Linked DNA regions of Ovis aries: region 2 is linked to region 1. The links are chromatin contacts, called in public Hi-C maps. All regions are on one chromosome and are shown on one strand. The core of a region is the stretch at or near the end of the contact, and the rest is flanking DNA. Distances in the headings are between cores, read along the strand shown. Region 1 holds the start of RAD1 (RAD1 checkpoint DNA exonuclease). Region 2 holds the start of RAI14 (retinoic acid induced 14).

Evidence for each region. Hi-C and Micro-C count contacts between places; a contact is called where the count stands out from the background.
Region 2: a Hi-C map of skin fibroblasts shows a contact between it and region 1, with 2.8 times the contacts expected there. The contact joins the promoter of RAI14 here to the promoter of RAD1 in region 1. A contact is called at or near these places in 3 of 16 Hi-C or Micro-C datasets (muscle, skin fibroblasts and tail adipose tissue).

The regions. Positions count from the first base shown.
Region 1 is chr16:39,398,195-39,403,634 of ARS-UI_Ramb_v3.0, reverse strand. RAD1 (RAD1 checkpoint DNA exonuclease) reads right to left here and starts at 2,778. Exons shown (of 6, transcript XM_042233890.2): 1 at 2,703-2,778; 2 at 1,878-2,105; 3 at 504-612. The coding sequence starts at 2,705. BRIX1 (biogenesis of ribosomes BRX1) reads left to right here and starts at 2,810. Exons shown (of 10, transcript XM_004017057.5): 1 at 2,810-2,989; 2 at 5,125-5,236. The coding sequence starts at 2,831.
Region 2 is chr16:39,645,674-39,650,390 of ARS-UI_Ramb_v3.0, reverse strand. It overlaps RAI14 (retinoic acid induced 14), which reads left to right and starts at 2,739. Exons shown (of 19, transcript XM_060400547.1): 1 at 2,739-2,851.

The DNA of each region.
Region 1 (5,440 bases), core at 1,529-4,028:
GGGGTTTCCCTGTAGTTTTAACTATTTCTAAAAGTATATGACTATTTTAAAGAAAAGCATTTAGGAAAATAAACTTAATTTATAAATAGGGCTTAAAGAAAAAGGAGCAAATGTCAAACACAGTGAACTGGGAGTCAGGACAACTGGTATCTATTTTCTCTGCCACTAACTATAATTCTTGACAAATTAGGGAAAAGAAGCAATTAAAATATATTTCTCAATGTTAAACATATTTAAGACATGTTCAAAGTATTCTTTTGATTAGTTCAAATTTAAAATCCTAAAAGCTTTATAAATTAAAAGGTGAATGTAAATATAAGAACCATTAGCATCTACTAATATTATGAAAAATCAGAATACATGATTGTGGCAAATGAAAAACAAATTGGCAATTAATTTTTTAAACAAATGTTTATATTACTTATATTCTAATAATTTTCCTGTATTTTTCTGACCATCCAGAAATGCTTTTATGTTATTATAATGACAATAAAATAGTTCACCTGGCACAGGACTTGATCCAAAAATAGACAAACAGTCTAAAAGGACAGTTAAATTAATTCGAAAAGTAACAGACTCTTCTTGAACTCTAAACTCTTGAAATATTCCAGCCTATAAAAAAAAAGTAAATGTGAAAATGTATGTTAAAGAATGAAAATGCACATATACAATTCTAGAGCTCACTTTATGTTTTTAAAATAACAATATTGTGCTAAACCCATGAAAATAATTTCTGATTATCAAACACATCTTAAACTTTTTCAACTGAGATCCACTAGAATACTACTACTCAGTAGTTGAAGGTATAACTGATTTCAGTCTGATGCAAAACTTTATGAAAAGGTCCTTCATCTAGCTCCTTGGAGCTAAGCTATCTCCTACATGACTCTCCCTTGTCTCCTTTTTGTACCTATCAGTTGGGCTAAGGTCGTGTGGAAAAGAGCCAAACAAATTAGACAATGCATGAGTAATAACTGACTCTCAATTTCTTTTGAGGACAGGAACCATGTCTGATTAATCCCTCTATACCTGAGGTCATACTGTGCCCTTAGGTGTTCCAAAAAAATGCTAAATTAAATGTGAAATCCTATCTGAACCATACAACTATTACTTTGTAAGAACAAACAGATTATAACCAAGAAGAGGAAAAAATAATAATAGGGAAGTAGTGCAAAAGAGCATATACTACAGAAACAAATGTTGTGGGTTCTCATCCCAACTAAGCCACTCGCCAGCTATAGGACTGCTGACAAGTCACTTACATAGTATCTCAGTTTCCACAAATGTAAAATGGGAATAATAATAGAACCACCTCATAGGACTGTTGTGACTTTTTTTTAAAATTTATCAAAATACATTTATTAAAAGTATTCAAAGACCACTTCAAAGTTTAGCTGCCATCAGGACAGTTTTGGCACTCATGATGGACATTGTCATTTTCTACACAAAAGCACTCATTCTAGTACAGACACCAACTGACAGTTCAAACACAAATCGTTTCAGTTTTCGAGTTATGTGAGAAAAAGTGCTGATGATCTGTAGTTATAGGAACTTCAGTACCCTTGCTCATAGTAAACATATGTTACCTAGAACTAAAGAAACTACATCTAAACCACTGTTGTTGTGAGGATTAAAGTATTTAAACACATAAACATACAAAACACTCAGGAAAAGTGCCCACCTACAGTTTAATACATTTTAGACATTATTAACCATTATCTCTGTAAAACAGGATAGGAAAAGGATTTGTTATCAGGAGAGAAAAAGAATTCAAATAATGATATTTTGTGCTCCAACTTAAATGAGGACCCTTGGAATTCATTGAGCTGGGTGAAGAATGTCATATGTCACTGGATTAAAGGTGCCAACTTCCATACCTGAATAAAAGCATTTGCTTGTACACATTTTGCGTTTTCCACTGTAACCTTGATTCCATTTTTAGTAGCGAAACACGTGGCATGTTCTCGGAAATGAATAGCCTTCAAGATAGTGGAGAGGTTCCTGACGTTGTCAAGGCTGGCCACTAAGCAGTAATCATTCTCGTCTGGGATCCTCTGGGTTAGGAGGGGCATGGTCCACGGCGCATTCGGCCCCGAGGGATGCTCCTGATGAGATCGGACAATAAAACTCCCTGTACAGGCTGACGAGGCCCGCGATTTCAACCTGCGCTGAGCCGAGTGGAAGAAGCCTCGAAGAAGGGACTGAAACCCCACCTCTGCCACTTAACTATCTCTAACTTTGGGGGAAATTACCCTGTAAACTAGGGTTTCGTCGTCTTTAGTAAGGGGACAGTAACACGAAAAGTTACGAAGGACAGAAATACGCAACTAACACGGTCACTGGGGGTTAGTTTCGCCAAGCCAAACAGAGGCTCCGCTTCCTCAGTCAGAAAAGAGCTGTCCTTCGCCTCCAATCTTACTTCTAACAGGATATGCGCTAGGGGGGCGGGCTTGAGTCCTTGGAAGGTCCTCCAAGAGACCCAGACAACCAGCCACCACCACTCACCAGCCCACGACCCGCTTACAGACTTGTCTTGGGATCCCCAGGGCCGAAACCCTACCTTTGTGCAGCGCCCGGACGCAGCGCCTAAAAAACTGCGGAGGAAGTGGAGCGGCTCCCGCCACTCTATTCAGATATGCCGGCCACCTCGGCCACCGTCACCACAGAGATAGAAGAGGCCTAGAGAGCCGACCGGGCCGTACCATAAAGACGGAAAAGAGGCACCATAGAGCTGCAGGACTGTGGAGCTGGAGACCGGGACCATAGAGACAGGAAGGCGGAGCGACCGGCAGAGCCGGAAGGAAGGCCCAGAGTGAAGGCGCGGGGCAAGATGGCAGCGACCAAGAGGAAACGGCGTGGAGGCTTGGCGGTTCAGGCGAAAAAGCTGAAAAGAGACGCGAAAGATGGCAAGCTGCCGGCTAAGCCTAACGAAGTATCAGAGGAGGCGGCGGAAGAAGAGAAAGATCGTATCCCAGGCCCAGTTTGCAAGGTAAAGGAGGCTTTGCGGCCGCGGCTCCACGCGCTTTCGTTGTGGTACCTACCTGATTCCCGCTCGGGGGGTTTCAGAGATGCTGGGGGTGTTAAACGGGAGCTTCGTCTCGGTTCTCCCGGCGGGACCAGCTGCCGCGTTTACGTCTAACCCTAGTGCACGTGGCTGCATTCTTGGCAGGCTGCTGACTGAGCAACTTGACCGATTTCAAAGATGTTACCTGCCTCGCCGAGAAGCGACTTTCGGGGACTGTTACAGTGTTTGGTCTTCATTTCCTTCGTTTTTTGTTGTTGTCGGAGGAAGGAATTCTTCCTTAAACTTGCTTGTCTCCCTCGAGTATATATCCCTTCCAGTGATGGGATATCCAGAATATTCCCGTATTTTGAATGTTGAAGTTGGTTATGCGGTTCTTTAAAAAGCTACTGTCCTTTGGGACTATGCTTTAGACGTGATTTTTTAAATTTTACTTTTAATTGCTTTACAATGTCGTGTTGTACAGTTTTGTAATGTACAACAACGTGAATCAGCCAAAAGTACACATATAACCATTCTTTCTTGAACCTCATTCCCATTCCATCCCCAACTTGTTTGATTTGTAACTCTCAAGGGGTACGAAAAACTAGAGTAGATACTATGAGTTTTAGGTGTACTCGTCAAAGTTTTAATATGCCAAGCACTGTAAGAAGTTAAGTTTTCCGTGCTTCGGGATTGCGAGACCACTTTCTCCTAAAATGTTGGAGTTTAGAAGGAAACTAAGAACTGATACGTTCAAGTTGGTGGTTTTTATTCAGAAGAAGGTGAACACAAGTTGTTGAATCTTTCATTCATCTGAGAGCTCCTTAAGCTAGATAAAATACTGTGGAGACAGTTGGTCTGATTTAGTGATTTCCTTCTGTCCTCTCCTGCCACCTCCACCACAGCTTAGCATAGATCTGTATATACCGCGTAGTGAATGATGGGTAAATGTGGCAAGCACTGGGAAAGGAGTTAGCTTTGAGGAATGAAAGATTAGCTTGCATTCTAACCCTGATATTAATTAACGGGGACATTTTGAACTCTTCTCACTTGCAAATTAAGGAAGAAAATGTAGTTTACTTTTTGTGAAGAGTAAACTGGACTTCTTGTAGATTTTCTGTAAATGTTAGTATTTTCACTCTTCCCTTAAGGAACTAAAAAGAAATGTGATGGTATCTGTCATCTGAGTCATAATATGAAATTTTTTATTTAAGTGCAGGAGATAAACATTCCTTTAGAATAACCAGGTAAGGGATCATGAAGGATTCAGCCTTTGAATTGGATCCCAAGGTGAGGCCAAAATTTCGATGTTTAGAAATAAGAGGGAACAATATAAGTCCAGAGGGAGAGAAAAAAACTAATCAGAGGCGTTGAAGTGGATGAAGTGCTGGACTTGGGAAAAAAAAGCCAAATTGGCTAAAGTGTAGGTAGAAATATAAATGTACTTCAGAATCTAGTGTTAAGCTGTGTCATTTTGAACTTTGTTTAGAAAACCCTGGAAGATAAAGATGTGATTGGAGCAAGCAGGGGGTAGTCCACCTTGTCTATTGGAGGAGCTCTTGGTAGGGAGGACTAGCGTTTGAAGATCTGCAATTGTTATGAGATTATAAGAATCTGAACCTTGAAGGCAGTATCACTAAGAGAGGACTAAGAGTTGTTGGAAAGAGAAATTGACAGCATTTACTGGTACTTATGATATAAGGGCAAATGGAAGATTCAAAGCATGGGGGACTGAAATGATGGTGACATCATCAGAAAAATAGTAAGGATGTTTGCTAGATTTTAAGATTTGGTATCCTAAAGTTGAATTTGAGGTAAGTCAGATACTGGATTATTTGAGCTAGAAAGAGTTCCTTATCTTTCTGTAGAGTTAGTTGACAGTGAAAGCTGTGAGAGTGATTATGAGAACTGTCATAATCAGGAGGAGGAACTGGAGAAATTGAAGAAAAACGAAAGGAAGCCAAGGAGGTTTCTGGGTAGCAGCTGGGGTCAGTAAATGCTACTGAGATTGAATTAAAGGCTGAGGTCAGGATTGTTTGAGTTGCTACATGGAAGCATTTATTTTTAAACAAGATAGATTCACCATGAAGTGTTAAAATTCTCACACTTTTTTCCTTTAGGGAAAGTGGAAAAATAAGGAACGGATTCTCATCTTTTCTTCTAGAGGAATAAATTTCAGAACAAGACATTTAATGCAAGACTTGAGAATGTTGATGCCTCATTCTAAAGCAGGTGCTTTTATATCATATGTGTTAAAATTTCGTATTTGTAAACTTGCCTGTTTATATTTTCACTTCTAGTCACACTTTATTCGTTCAGCATGTCAGGTAAAGAACAACGACTTCTCAGAAGTTTTATCTGTTTATCTGCCAAGATTTTTCCAATTAATATTTTTTAGAAATTCTCTGCAAAAGTCATTAAGCATTGTCTTCTCTA
Region 2 (4,717 bases), core at 1,490-3,989, 250 kb before region 1:
CTAAAAGGCCTGGGTGAAAACAACCAATGAGAAGACCCTGCTCAGACATACACTTGACCACCAATCTCCCTACAGGGGCAGAACTTCTGTTGTGAAGCTGGTCTGAAGCTGGTGGTCTCCATTTCAACAGAGGTGGAGATCTGGAAAAGGGTCTTAGCACAGTGGATTAACTATAAGAGTCCTTTCCTCCACAACAATCTTTCACTTGGAGCTGGACTTGCTGATGGAAAAGGTGGGATTATAAATTAAGGAGAATAAGCACACGAGCCACCTGTGGGAACCATTCAGAGCTCACAAAGGTGGGTGGACTCCCAGGCAGGTGGCTGGGACAGGGTCTGGTCGTGTAAAAGAGAAAAATAATTTATTCTATGAATAATGTTCTTATTTTATGAATAAAATGTTGATGATCCTGTGTGTGTTAAACACTCAGTTGTATCCAACTGTTTGCAGCACAATGGACTGTAGCCTGCCAGGCTCCTCTGTCCATGGAATTCTCCAGGTATGAATACCGGAGTGGGTTGCCATTCCCTTCTCCAGGAGATCTTCCTAACGCAGGGATGGAACCTGGATCTCTGGCATTGCAGGGAGATTCTTTACCATCTTAGCCATCAGGGAAGCCTTACACAATTATTGTTTGCTCTTTTAACTCCTTCAGCTACAGAACGTGTGTGTGTGAAGTCGCTTCAGTCCGACTCTTTGCGACCCTAGGGACTGTATCTCACCAGGCTTCTCTGTCCATGGGATTCTCCAGGCAAGGTTCTTTACCACTACCACCAGCTGGGAAGCCCCAGCTACAGAATATGCACATGTTAACTTTCCAAGGCGGGCTTCCCTGGTGGCTCAGACGGTAAAGAACCCCCCACAGCCCCCACTCCCTCCCTCTCCCCCCCCCCCCGCCCCCTGCAGTGCTGGAGACCTGGGTTCAATCCCAGGGTTGGTGGAAGGTGGTGCGTATTCTGTAGCTGGGGCGCTAGTGGTAAGAACCCGCCTGCAATGCAGGAGAGGCAAGAGAGGTGGGTTTCATCCCTGGGGCGGGGAGATCCCGTGGAGGAGGGCACGGCAACTCACTTCAATATTCTTGCCTGGAGAATCCCCATCAACAGAGGAGCCTGGAGAGCTGCAGTCCATGGGGGTCACAAAGAGCTGGACACCACTGAGCGACTAAGCACAGCACACAACTTTTCAAGGCAGCACAGGACAGTGTGCTCCAGTGCACATCTTCCCAGCTGCCACTGTTTAGCGAGACTGACCTGCTGAAATGGGAACAGAAAACTAACACGTGGCAATATGGTTCCCCCAAAATACCCTACATTACACCATTCATGTGAACTGCAATGAATAACTGTTCTGTGGAAATTGCCAGCATTGAACCAAAAAGAAGTTTATGACGTCTTTTAGAGGATGATTTTATTTGAGAGGGATAAAAGACAGGAAGAGGAGGGTACATCTTGCTTTAAACCAGCTATTCATCACTTCTCTAAGAAATTGCTGACCTATGATTTAGGCAGGGAAGACCGTGCAGCTAGTTACATAGCTTTTGTCTCTGATGTTACCTGTTAAAGCTAAGACAGGCTGTTCCTTTGGCTTGTTGCTGGTGGTGGTGGTAGTGGGGAGGTAGGGGTACAGATAAAGTCTGACTGGTAGTCGTGAGGATCTGTTTAAGACATTATAAACTGAACTTAGGTGAATTTCATTTGTGTTGGAATTTTTTAAAAAATTCAATTGCTTTGAATTTGATTTTATCTCACCAAAAAGGGACTCATACCACATATTTATTTCCAGAAAGCTTCCTGCAAAGGACTTGGAGTTAACAGAACACAGGGGCTTTGGTGAAAAGACTTTTAAAGCCATAGCTGGTTGGCATAACCAGAATGAATCGCAAAGGCGTCCCAAATTAATGGAGAGGCGGAAAGCTTTGAAATCCTTTGGAGTTGAAGCAAGAGTCCATTACGATTCAAACGCAGGGGCTCAGGGGGCTGGGGAAGGGAGAGGAGCTCTGAGGGGCCTGAGGCCGGGTCCCTCAGCATCCCAGACCCCACAGGGAGGGCGTTCCGCAGGGTGCCTCTCAGTTCAGACAGTAGGCGTCTCCTTTCCAACTCGCGAGCAGCGCTGAAGGCTGGTAGTTTTCTCTTGCCACCTGATGAACGTCAGCAAACAGTCGCTCCGACCAACTGGTTCAGTGCAGAGACTCTGAGCAGGTTTTAGTTTCCTTTCTGTTCAATAATTTTGGAAACTATGACCGATTTGATTCTGGGTAGAAGGCGCTTGGATTAGTGACTTGCAAACACCAACACTTTGGACGTTAACCAGAAATGAATACTATTCAGGATCTCATCCTTTCTAAAATCCAGGGGGTCAGAACACCGGTGGTTTCCATTAGCTTCAGGTGACGATGATGCAAACAGATCCACGGGGCAGAATCCCACGATCCGTGGAAAACTACAAACAGGCTGCGGACGCTTGGGCCGCGCGGGCCAGGAGCACCTCCCGCAGGTTGCGGCCGGAGCGCGGGGCCGGATCACCTGACTCGCGGAATTTGGGGCCGCGCGCGGTGGAAGAGGAGGGGAATGGTTAGCACCTCCCTCCCGGCTCCCGCGGGATCCGGGTCGGCGGGGGCCGGCGCCGGGCGGCCACGTGGTGGTGCTGCCGCCGCCCCCGCCCCGCCGGCCCAGCCCCGGAGCCGCGGCGCCCACGGACCCCCGCAGCGGGGGGAGGAGGAGGAGGAGGGACCGAGGCTCAGGAAGCCGAGCAGGAAGCGAGCCCGGCGGCCGCGTTTTCCTGGGGAAGCGGCGGGCGGGGTGGCGCAGCCAGCGGGGCCGACCCGGGGAGTCGCTGCTGCCGCCTAGATGGGGTGAGTGCGCGGCGTCGGGAGGCTTCCCGGCCGCGGGGTCCTCAGCTCGGGTCCCCGCCTTTGTGTCTGGGACTCCGATGACGGTAGGAGGCGCGGAGGACGCGCAGGGCGGAGTGGCTGCGAGGGTCCCGCCGCCAGTCCCTTTTCCTCGCCTGCCGCCAAGCGTCTGCAGAGGGCAGGAGGAGAAACAGAGGAAGAGAGGAATAGTGGGGGTCCGAGTAGAGAGGGAGGGCGCGCCAAGTTAGGAGAGGGGCTTTCTCCTGCTGATTCCCCGTCACTCGCAGGCCGGCTGGGGCAGGGGTAGGTGCGGAGGGACCGCGGGTGGGAATGAATGACTAGCCCCCCCCACCGCCGGCGGGGCGTTCTGGGTACCCCGAGCCCGCTCCCAGTCCCACCTGCCCGGTCCGCCCGGCGTCTGGCTCCCCCAGATCCCCGATTCTGGACTCGACCCGCCTCCGCGCTGAACTTGGAGGAGCTGGGGAAGAAGGCGCGAGCGGGAGACTCGGAGGGCTCGGGCGACCGAGGGTCTGCTATTGTTCTCCTCCTGACTCCGGGAGCCCTCAGGGTGCAGGCGGGACCACTCCGGGCCTCCAACTGCGCCCCAGCTCCCCCGTCTTTCGGGTCCTTTTTCCCACCGCAGCTCCGAGGAGGGCCGGGAGGAGGGATGCTGGAGTTCGAGCAGACTTCGGGAGGAGGGAGTTCTTGGAGCCGCAAGAGGGGCGCCCGCCCGCCATCTACCCCATCCTCTGCCCAGGAGGGTGGGTATCCTCCCTAATCCACCCTCCTCCCTTCGCTGCTGGCTCGGGCAGGTAGTGTGCCCGCGGTTTAGTTTCTGCAGTTTGCAGAGTTCGTCAGCTAACCCTAGGCTCGCGCTGTCCTTTGCTGTGGACCTCGTACCCCGCTTTTGTGGAGGGGGGTGGGGCCGAGAGCCGGGAGAGACCGCAGACGCGGTAGATGGAGCCCGGGGTAAAGTGGAGAGGTTGCAAGTGATCTCCCAGCGCTGAGTCCTGTGGCTAGGCTTGCGCTTCTCCGAAGAGCCCGGCTCAGCGCAACTTCGTTTCCGATGATTGGGGAAATGTGCGAACTCGAGGTCGCTCACCTGGACCTGCGGCTTCGCTTGGCCGCAGGCTCACAGGTGATTTAGACGGGCTCTGTTTTCTTTCCGGGAGAGGAGACTCCCGAGCGCCCTGGAATGGGGAAACATTGCCGGTTCTCTGGAGAATGGGATCTCAAGCTCCTCAGAGCTTGGCTGAGAGAGGAGTTGGTTTTGTCGGTCAGTAAGACGTAGCAGAAGCTCATCTTAGCGAGGAGAGTCTCACCTTCTTGAGGTTTGGACAAACTTTCAAAGGAGACAGCGCATCACAGGGAGGCTGGATTTTGATTGCTTGGTCTCCAGCCTGCGGAGTCCTGTTTACAGGTGTGGCTGGGAATCTTATTACTGATGGATGTAATCTGATTATCCTTTCTTAGTGATGCTTAACCAGTGTCATATTTTTTTCTCTTTTTCTTGTAAAATAGTTGACTTTATGTGAGGAATTTTATCCTGTTCTTAAACAATTTTTAACTAGTCCTTGCATGACTTGGAGTGGGAGAGGTGGTCCATTCTGGGCTATCTGCATTCATTGAGATGCTTCAGTAAAGCATTTGTTGTGTCATTTACACTCCTTAGATGTGTTTTTATGCCTTTTTTGGGGGTGGGGGTGGGGGTTATAACCCTCTTGAAAAATCTTATTACTATTATCTATAAAATTGAAATAAAGTAATGGCTGCTGGGCCCTGGAGATTCAATGGGGACACGATGTAGTGCCCTTGTCTGCCAGAATTGTATCTGACAATGAAGTTCTGTCTCCAGACTGCCACTTCTGT